2 separate regions of the Mus musculus genome follow, and region 2 is linked to region 1. A link is a contact called in public HiChIP or PLAC-seq data. All regions are on one chromosome and are shown on one strand. The core of a region is the stretch at or near the end of the contact, and the rest is flanking DNA. Distances in the headings are between cores, read along the strand shown.

Evidence for each region. HiChIP or PLAC-seq counts read pairs in DNA pulled down with a chosen protein or histone mark.
Region 2: an H3K27ac HiChIP or PLAC-seq map of embryonic stem cells shows a contact between it and region 1, with 2.1 times the contacts expected there. The contact joins two enhancer-like sites. A contact is called at or near these places in 7 of 39 promoter capture datasets (the HPC-7 cell line, cranial neural crest, embryonic stem cells and 4 more), 3 of 484 Hi-C or Micro-C datasets (all in embryonic stem cells), 5 of 115 datasets of contacts at active chromatin or transcription factors (embryonic basal ganglia and embryonic stem cells) and 1 of 9 other capture datasets (embryonic stem cells).

Annotation. Positions count from the first base shown.
Region 1 is chr2:70,453,829-70,459,271 of GRCm38.p6, forward strand. It overlaps the pseudogene Rpl9-ps7. Among named protein-coding and RNA genes, the nearest start is that of Sp5, 18 kb to the right of the region's middle. Within about 2 kb of position 2,358, at least 20 of the 459 cell types and tissues checked have an H3K27ac peak or open chromatin away from gene starts, as enhancers often do. A contact at or near this core is called in embryonic stem cells, where this site is marked.
Region 2 is chr2:70,276,546-70,281,988 of GRCm38.p6, forward strand. Myo3b (myosin IIIB) reads left to right here. Exons shown (of 35, transcript NM_177376.4): 24 at 4,608-4,687. Among named protein-coding and RNA genes, the nearest start is that of Sp5, 200 kb to the right of the region's middle. Within about 2 kb of position 2,081, at least 7 of the 459 cell types and tissues checked have an H3K27ac peak or open chromatin away from gene starts, as enhancers often do. A contact at or near this core is called in embryonic stem cells, where this site is marked.

The sequences.
Region 1 (5,443 bases), core at 1,108-3,607:
TATACGGTGTGAACAGTCACAGACAGAGCAAGTAGTAAGTGGAAGACCTGGGACTCAATCTGGAGCCAGAATCTATGCCTGAATTCCTGAACAAGCTCATGCCTTTGACTTGGTGCCTGGCTGATGGTGATACTTTGAGTAATTGCAGAACCTTGAGGAGAAAGTTGGTCCCAGGTTATAAAGCCCCGCCCTGATTACAGCTGAGCTCTCTCTGTACAGTGGGCACCATGCAGCAAGCAGCTACTACAAGCTCCCTCTGCTAGAGCTCCCAGTCACCTTGCCTGTCCTGGTATAATATAGACTTTATTTCCTCAACTGTGAGCCAATATAAACCTAACCTCATATCAGTTGTTTGTGTCAGGTGTTGTGTTACAGTAGCAGGACAGCAACTAACACAGGTATAGTTTCCCACATCTTATCATAAACAATTCCCAGGGCTAGTGGGCTATCTGCATCACTTGCAGCTAGGACTTAGACATCACTTGCAGCTAGTACTTACTAGTCTTTTCTAACTTTAAGTCCTGACTAGTTCCTCTCTTACAGCTGGAAGCTCATGCTACCTTGGTCTGCCTGCTGTGTTTCCCTCCTAGTGTTCACCCCAGTGAAGCTGGTGGCCTTGAAACTGTCATCAGTGTCTGATGCAGGGTTCTCCCTTGGGCAGAGGCGTCCTTAATAGAGATCACCTTGCATACAGCAGACCTAGATCTTCTAGGGGAACTAACTGGGTGGTAAACCCTTTGCTAATATCCATGAGCAGGATCTTGACTCGTATGCATTTAATGAAGCCCTAATGACAAACAAGAGGTGAGGTACCAGAGATACGTGGTAAACAAGACCCACAGTCCCTGCCTCTGAGAAGGCCACACTCCAAAACAGACATGGGCTGAGAGGCATTCTAATGCTCAGAAAGTGGACTAGGAAAGGGCAGGCTAGAGAGATTCACAGCACACTGGAGGGCAAGTACTTCCAGGGGAAGGTACTCAGAAAGCAGTGCTACCCAACCTCAGACCTTAGCCCATACAGAGTCCACAGCAGGGCATCACTGTGGAGTTCATTAAGGCTGACATGCAAGATCCAAAGTGTCCTTCCCCCCCCCTCCCCCAAGGCAAGGTTTCTCTGTAAATCCCTGGGTGTCCTACAATTTGCTTTGTAGACTAGGCTGGTCTTGAACTCAGAGATCCACCTCCCTTGTCTCTTGCTCCTGAGTGCTGAGATTAATGTCATGAGCCTCCACTCGGACCAGTGTCCATTGTAATGGTCACCGAGGAGTCAGGAGTTGACTAGACTGAAGGAATGATATTGGATTTGCAGTGTAATAGCCAGTGCTACTTTATAGAGCTACAGGGTTGTTCTTTAAATTACATTTACTTATTTTGTGTGTGGTAGGGTGTGTGTGTGTGTGTGTGTGTGTGTGTGTGTGTGTGTGTGTGTGTGTGTGTAAATCAGTGGACAGCTTGTAGGAGCTGGTTCTTGCCTTCTACCATGTGATCCCAGTGAGCAAACTCTGGTCTCAGGCTTGGCAGCAAGTGCCTTTACCTGCTGAGCCATCTCACCAGCATGGAAGCTATACCTTCAAGCTGACACCTGCACATCTATACTGCATGCTCACAATAATGTCAGGGCTGGTGTTATTGAGCTGCCTGCAGCATGGGGAGGCTTTGAGATCAAGTGGCAAAGGCAAGACTTCAACTCCAAGCCCCTACCCAGAGCCCAGTCACACAGAGGGTGCATAAATAGTCGGGATTTTCAGAAACGACCTATCTTTTCTTCATTTTCTCTCAAGTTAAATGTTTCTTTTTTACTTATTATTTATTTTATGCATATAAGTGTTTGCCTGCGTGTATGTCTCTACACCACATGCTTGGAGCCTGAAAAGAACCAAAATGATGGGTGGTTGTGAGCCACCGTGGTCTCTGCAAGGACAAAAAGTTTACTCAACCACCAAATCATCTTTCCAGCCCATAGACCAAAGATTCTCACTGGGATTCTAGAAGACATTGCACGAAAATGAAGTGAGAATCAAGTAGTTACACACTTGTACGCCATATTTACAGCGAAATTATTTGAAATCACCTCAAACTTTTACAACCAAAATGTCCTTTGAGGAGTAAATAAATAAACCAGGATGGGTACACACAGTGGAATATTATACAACAATAAAAAGAAACAAGTGACACACCAACAGCTTGATGCTCAGAGTCATTAAATGAAGTGGAAAGTTTCAACATGTCACATACTGTACAGCTCTAAGATTGGAGAGATGGGCCGGGACAGCAGACACGTAGTCATGGGAGAGCTGATGTAAGCCAGAAGTAGCCAGCAGGGCAACACGCAGTCTTGAATTGCTTACTGGCTTGGACAGCTTGCTGTTGCCTCGAGAATTCTGAGTCCTTCGCTCACTGGTATACTCCAGGACCATGAGTACCTAAGGGCCCAGTTTCCAGGGCCTATTTCATGATTTGCGATTTCATCCTTAACTACAGCCCCTTAACAGGGGATGCCTGCGTCCCAGCTGACCGATGCTGATTGACCCTGTGACAAACTATTCTGGCTGGTTTCCTCCAGATGGGTGCCAAACGTGTTAACACCTTGTCCCCCAGTGCATAGCAACGTTTCAAGCGGCTTGTTAATTGCCGCCGATTAAAAGCAGGTCTATAATCAACAGCTTATGCATGGCGGCTGGCTCGGGGTTTATCTGGGTCTCCAAAACCCCAAAAGGAAGAAAATCGCTACTGAAGGACTGAAGGTTTCCCATTTCCCTGAGAAACTAGTGAGAGGGGAGCCGCCTCTCTGTCCTGGGGCCACCCACAGAGCTTCTGGGAAGCGCGCGCGCGGGGGGGGGGGGGGGCAGAGGTGCTGCGTGTCTTGTTTACTAGCACTTTTCTGAGCCTGGGCATTCCATATCCTTGAGTTTCCATGGCAGGTCCTCCCCCATGTCTGTATGCCAGGCTCCTTCTCAGTGTTAGGCACCCCATGCCTGCCCCTTTCCCAGTCCCTACACTCAAGGTGTATGCAGGACTACTCAGGCTATTTTTCCTTCTGTCCAGTGCTCTTTAAACCTCTATGTCCAGGATCATGCTCAGCAGACCCCACCCTCTCCCTCCTTACACAGAGTCTGTGTGCCCCAGAGAGCCCTGCTAAGCTTTGAGGTAGCCTGCCATGGCCCTCTTACCTCCTCTGACTCTCAACGTCCATATTTAAAACTAGGTTGGACTTCAAGGCCTGTTTCTCCCTTTAAATTTATGATCGAGGAGGGTTTCTTTTCTTTCTCTTACTTCTCTTGTTTGAGGGTCATTACTCTGGTCTTTAAAGGGGAGGCAACTGCTCCTCCCTCTACAACAGGGTGAAGCCTGAGGACATTGTAGTAAGAGCAATGAGACAGCACAAAAGGACAAGTACATATGCCTCTTCTCACCCAGTGGATATGAAGTGTTAAATCCACAGGGCCAGAGAGTAGAACGGTAGGTGGCATGGGCTGGGGACAGAAAGGGATGGAGAGATATTTAATGAGAAGACAGCTTTCCATTTTACAAAATGAGAAATAAAAACTAAAATGGTTAAAATAGTAAATTTAATTGTACATTTGTGTGTGTGTGTGTGTGTGTGTGTGTGTGTGTGTGTAAACTGGTCTTTATAAAAAGACTGAGTAGAAAAAAAAAATCTTCCTGAAAGCAACATAGGAAAGAAAAAAAAAAAAAAAAAAGCGTCTCTAGTGTGTCCTTAGAGTCCAGAAACAAAAACAGAGGCAGAAGCCGCAGTCCTTATTTCGCAGAAATTGGGCCCTGAGAGGTAAGGAGAGCCCTCAGAACTGCTCAGCCGCACCTCTCCGGTTGCACAGTGGCTGAGTTACTTGCTCTTCTGGAATCCAAACTAGGAATGTAAGCTGCTGTGTCATGCACTAGACCTGAGGTTCGGTCCTCAGCTCCTGCCCCCAGAAATGTTTTAAAGAAACTCCATAGTTACCCTGCTTTCAGAAAACATAGCTCACGGTGGGTGTTATACAGAGAGGAGAGAGAGTGAATCTCGCAGGAAGAAAGTAAAAGTACACAGACATGTATTTGGTTCTTCCTCTTCTATTTACATCTACCTTGTTGTATTCCTAAGTCCTCCGGAGTCTGAAGGTTGATGAAGTCACTCTTACAGATGACATAGAAAGCCTGGCTTGGTCCTGGGATGGGAGACCAGGGCATCACCCACGTGACAAAGGCTCTTTGGAAGTGAAGACTACAACCAACCACAGCGCCTTCACCCCAGGAGGCAAATGAATGAGCTTTAAGGGGAAGAAGCAGCCTTGAGTCCCCCTGAGATCCCAGGTTGGAGTTCTGCTTTGCCTCAGCCCACAACACATTTGTCTAAAACATTTTATAAAACGCTGAGATCTGGCAGCACTAAAATGTCAAGAAAATTAAGGCTTTCTGCATCTTAAAATCCCACCCCACCCAAAGGAGGAACAGAGGTTACCACTGTGCCTAAAATAACTGTCCTCCAAAGTTGTTTGAAAAATTCCATAATTGGACTTGATTCTTCACACGCTAATAAAAAACAAAACAAAACTGTCTTTAGGGGCTAAAGAGATGGCTTGGTGGTTAATAGCAGTTGTCACCCTTGCAGAGGACCTTGGGTTCTGTTCCCAGCACCCACACGGTGTTTTACGCCCATCCATAACTCCAGTTCTAGGAGACCTAATGCCCTCTTGTGACTTCTGCAGGTACACATATGATATATGTGCGTACATGAAAGCAAAACACTCATATAAGTAAAAGAAATAAATTTTTTAAAAAATTAAACAAAAATATTTTTTATAAAATGAAGTAACTATTTTCAAGAGACAACTGGACCAGCAGCAATGTATCTCAGAGGTTCAGTAGCATTGAAAGTACTGGGTTTGATCCTTAGCGGTAAAGAAAGTGGGGAGGTGGTAGACAGAAATGTGGTCTAAAGTTATTCAAAACTCTGTTAAATCCAAAAACAGGAAAATATCCTACTTGTCAATATATATCCCAGAGACAGGCAACTAAGTCCCCACTCCTCGCTGTCAAACAAGAGTAAGTTATGAGGGTACTGAAAGGGGGCTCTGGCCCAGAGTCCAAGCTTTGTATTTAAAATGGAATGTTTAGGAAAGACGTTCTCTCTTTGCCCCATCTACTGCGAGGATGAAGACCATTCTCAGCAATCAGACTGTGGACATTCCAGAGAATGTCGACATCACTCTGAAGGGGCGCACAGTCATTGTGAAGGGCCCCAGGGGGACTCTGCGGAGGGACTTCAATCACATCAACGTGGAGCTGAGTCTTCTTGGGAAGAAGAAGAAAAGGCTCCGGGTTGACAAATGGTGGGGTAACAGAAAGGAACTGGTCACCGTCAGGACCATCTGCAGTCATGTTCAGAACATGATCAAGGGTGTCACGCTGGGCTTCCGATACAAGATGCGGTCTGTGTACGC
Region 2 (5,443 bases), core at 831-3,330, 180 kb before region 1:
TCCTCCTCCCCCTCCTCCTCCTCTTCCTCATCCTCCTCCTCTTCTCTCCTCCTCCTTCTTCCCTCCTCCTTAATTGTCCGCTCAGTAATTAATTGCATCCTGTTTATAGAAGTGAGAATAGTTTGAACATTATTAAATGACAGATCTCCCATTTCAAGCTGACTGGGACATCAGAGAAAGCTTTGGCTTGGGTTCCTTTAAGGACATGGTCTAGAGTTATTAATTATGCAAAAATCCTTTAAGATGTCAGACAACTAAAAGACAAAACAGGAGCTGGAAGGACGGTTCAGTGGTTAAATGCACTTCTTGAGGATCTACCTGGGTTTGGTTCCCAGCTCCTAAATGATGGCTCACACCAGGCATAGCTCCACTTCGAGGGGATCTGATGTCATCTTCTGACCTCTGAGGAAGCACTAGGTGTGCACATGATGAACAAGCAAGCATTCATGCAGACAAAATATTCATGCATATAACATAAGTCAATTTGAAGAAAAAAAGTTATCCTAAAGCAGTATAAAACCAGCAAAGCTGTTTTTTTTAGGATTCTGAATTTCCCACAGGTATCATAAAGATAAAGTTGTATGGTCAGAAAACTGAGTTTTCTGTGTCTGTCCTCCTTTCCAGTTCATCCACTCATTACTGTTAGTGCTCGTGTGACGGATGTGTGCCTGACTGTGTTCGCCGTGGTAAATGTGTGGAAGTCAGAGCATGGCTTTTATGAACCAGTACTCTCCGGCCCCTCGTGGTAAGGCAGGCTCTCCTACCTCCGCCATGCTACAGCCTGCAAGCCACGTGGCCTAGGAGATTCCAGATGGTTCTTCTGTCTCCACCTCCGGGCTCGCTGCAGGAGTTACAGTTCTCTACATTTCTTTCAGTTGAGCAGGTGTGGCACAGGCAGGCTGGTTTCTTATTTCTTTTCTGTTCCTTTACTCCACAAAATGATGACTTCTTCCCAAATAACCATCGATTCTCCCTTCATGAGGGATTTAGCGATGCCTAAATGGGCAGGGAACTTGTGCACCCACTCTGCCTATTTATTAATATCAATACCTAAAGTCATAGATAAATGCCAGGGAGAAAGAAAAAAAATCCACCAAGGACAAAATCTAATAGTTCACATTCTCTGCTCCTTGGGCTCCTGCTATCCAAATTCTGTGGCTATTTTAAATTTCCTCCATGTATCAAATCTACAAGTCCTTGTTACAGATTTAGATGGTTATAGAAAGATATTGTAAGTATCTTCTAACATATGAAATATTATAATATGTTTTACGCAACTACTGAATTTATCTCCTTATGTTTTATTAGCAACCGACTTAGAAACTTTCAGTGAGTAGATTTGAAGTCATTGCAATCCTCACAGAGGCACAGGTCTGCCCCGGGGGCTCCCCACACAGTGTCAGCACAAACTATGATTCTGGCCAGGAAGGAAGGCCAAAGCTTTGGAGGAAGGAACCAAGGTCAGATTAGTTGAGAAATCAAGTTTGAATCTGTTAGGTCATTCCAAGTGAGACTCTCCATTAGGATTAGGTAGGGATCATCCAACATCAGGCCAGGCAGGTGAAAGCAGCAAGGGAGCTGAGGAAGTGGGGTGTAGGGAGCTGTGGAAGCGGGGTGTAGGGAGCTGTGGAAGTGGGGCATAGGGAACTGTGGAAGTGGGCTGTAGGGAGCTGTGGAAGTGGGGTGTAGGGAGCTGTGGAAGTGGGGTATAGGGAGCGGTGGAAGTGGGGTGTAGGGAGCTGTGGAAGTGGGGTGTAGGGAGCTGTAGAAGTGGGGTGTAGGGAGATGTGGAAGTGGGGTGTAGGGAGATGTGGAAGTGGGGTGTATAGAACTCTCTCTCTCATCAATCTTTGCTGATACTTTCAGTGAAAGAACTGAGAGAACCTTCAAAAAGGTTCCTTCCAGGGAGCATCCGCCATTAACTTGGATAGAAGACTCCCTCAAACAAAGCCGCACCAGAGACAGGTTCAGCACAGGCCTTTGGTAGGATCGACAGACAGGAAGGTGCAGTTTTCACGTTGGCATGGGCTGGCTCTGGGCTGCCAGTGCCCTGCAGCAAACTCGGACAGCCTGATGGGGCAGCAGAGGGCACTGAAGTCTGTGGAATTACAGAAACCAATGGCCACGCATTTGGGACAATTCTTATGAGGTAACTGAAGGTGAAAATCCTTCAGTTAGGCAGGAAGCAGGAGAATGGGGTGGGAGCCTTTAAGCCCTACTTCAGATTCCTGCATAGAATCTCAATTGGATCACTGCCTCTTCTCAAGGATCGCACCCCACCCAGGAAACATTGGTAATCACAGTTTCCCAGAAGCACAGGGTCAGAAGGGGTGATCAGTGTGAAGGTGCTGTCGGGGTGAAGCTCCAAGGATGCTTACCATTTGAAAGGAGTGTGAAAAACCGTATTTACATATAAATGAAAATGGAAAGTTCTTATAGGTTATGTTTCTGGAAGGTGTGTGTAGCAGGCCTGGTGTCTGGGATCTATTGTTTATTTGTGTTGTAAATCCTTTGAAATGTGTTAAAATGCTTCCCACTCATTATAAAGCTCCTGCCACCCCGGATTACGACTTTGATGTCACCAATCCTCCTTCAAAGGGTTCTTTGCAGGCTATTAATCACAGTTTAGCCTCTGAAGATATCACCAGAGAAAACATTTGGACATCTCTGTGCTAGACTCATGAAAACTTTGAAATCTTGGGCATCTTGCATAAGCACACGTCGCAGCCTTTCCTTTCATTGACAAGTCTGCCTTCTGTTGCACAAAATAGCTCCGGAAGTAAAAATGCAAACAAATATCTTCACACACTGGAGTTGGTGAAGAAAGGGTGGAGGGTAGATCAGGAAGGAAAGAGAGAGCCTGAGAGGCTCCTCAAAGGTAAGCCACAGGAAAGCATGTGCGTGGCCAGCCACAGGAACGTGTGCGCGTGGCCCAGAGCTGGCCCATGTCTGTTCACGCTTGCTTTTTACTAATGGATGCTCACAGAGCTGGTGGGAAGATCTCTTCTCTCACCTTTGATGCTGATGCTGTGCTTTAAGTCCTACATGAGTTGTTCACAGTAAATGATAATAATGTGTCTGATGGTCACTTGTCCACATGGATGGGAGCAGAAGCCTTTCAGATTTCAGATTTTCAAAATCTTAGATTTTGATTTGAGAATATTTGCATCTGCATAATGAGCTGTCTGGGAGATGTAACCAAGTCTAAACACAAGATTTAGGTTCCACATATATGTGTTAAAGTCCCTGGAGGCAATTTCTACCATATGCATATATGTGTATAGTATTAGTATGTATATACACATAAATTTATGATCTAGGTTATATACATATATAGACACATTTATGTGTATATATGTTACACATATACACACATGTGTATGTATACATCTCACATACTATATATCAAATACATATATATTTGATCCCCCACATCATACACATATATACATACCACACTCTCCATATATTATATATAATTATAATATTGTATTATATATAATTATTATCTAACACTATATAATATAACATTTATCTATTATGTATGTTATATTACAAGAATAATATTTATTATTCCATGCACAAACCTATACTATTATTATACTAGAGATTGAGCTGTGGGCTTTGTGCATGCTAAGTGTTGTAGATATATAGATATACATATATATGTATACATATAAATATACATAAATATATATCCCCAGCATTACACACATACTATCTTTTTATAAGATACTATACATATAACTATAATACTATATTATTATATATAATTATCTAATATTATATACTGTATACATATGTTGTATGTGTATGTGTGATGCTGGGGATCCAATCCAGGATCTTCGAGTTTTACCTCCAGTCCTATTTTGCACAATGTACACAGTAAGTTTTTATGTTATATAGCTGGGATGTAATTCAGCAGCAGAGCTGACCCGTGGCATGCGCAATGCCCTGGGCTCAGTCTCGGGTAGAATTGCAGTACAGTTTTGTGCATGGAGCACAGTTCAAGGTGGGGTAGGGAGGGTCCACAGTGGCATCCTATCAGAGCTCAGAGCTTTTGCCTCTTGGAACATCTTGGAGTTTGGATTTTTACATGTAGGCATGGTCACCTTGTGTCAGTAGACCATACTCATTGTCGAGACCAAAAGCTTTGAAACTTTTCTTATAGGGATTTTGTAATTTCACATCTTATATCTAAGTCTTCAATATTCAACCACTTGAATTAACTTTTTAACTGTTTTAGCTTTGTGATGTGGGGTGTGTGTGTGTGTGTGTGTGTGTGCATGTGTGTGTGTGTGTGTGTGTGAAGGCACAGCAATACAGTGGTGTGCATGTGGAGGGCTAAAGATACCTTGTGGTAGTCAGTTCTCTCCTTCCACCAGTGTGGGACCCAGGGATTGAACTTGGGGTTGTCAGACAGCAAACTGAGCCATCTTGTCAGCTGAAAAGTTTGCATTTAAAAAAAAATTCTAAGGGTATCAATTAGAAAACTCAGAAAAACACAAGAATGTGAAAGAGAAAATTATCCATAAGTTGGTTTCTTAACTCTTCCTTCAGTTTAAGGTATTTTTGTTTGTTTGTTTCTTTCTTGTCTTTTTGCTCAGGTAATTTGGCACAAACCAGAGCTAAGATCACAGCATCCTCGAGATCTTTGCCTCCACATTTCAGTGCTGGGAGGGCCAAGGTGAGCAGTTGATTTGTTCCACGGATGGGGCTGGGAGTCCATGCCACACCAAGTCAAGCAACGCTTCTCTCCATCTGCCTGTTTGCAAAAGTGACCTGTAGTGTTCGAGGAAACCAAGGGGGTTTTGAAAGTTTAGGAAATTTGAATCATGGTATTCTTGCAATCCTGATAGTCAGCAAAACAAAACAACCCTAACGTAGAGGGTGACGACATATGTACAGAGTCTTTCTAGAAAGAAGATAAACAATTTCCTGTGAGACTAACACAGAAGGTAAAAGACCAGACAGAGTCAGCAAGGAGAAACAAACAAACAAAAAACAACCAAACCATTGTTTGTTCTGTAAAAATGAGTTATGCATGGGCCATGTTAGGAGGGTTCATACATATCTAACCATAAAATAATATCCAGCTGTTTGGCCCTTCCAACTGAGGTTTAGACAGGCCTGCAAGGACAACTGACTGAAGTCTATTGTATAGACAGCACTCCCCATTTGTCTGTGGTTCGGCTTTCATGGCTTCAGTCACCAGTGGTCAATCATGATTCACATTCAAAGGTATTAAATGAAAAATCTAGCAACTGTTTTCCATGTGCTCTCACCTAAGGACAGTATGGGCTCTATGCTCTCTCTCTCTGGGCTCTGATCTGAGAGGACTCATCCTTTCACCAGGTGAATCCACATTCTATGTCTACCCACCCTCTAGTTCTTTAGTGGCCAACTCAGTTGTTGGGTTACCCGTGATATCACAGAGCTTTTT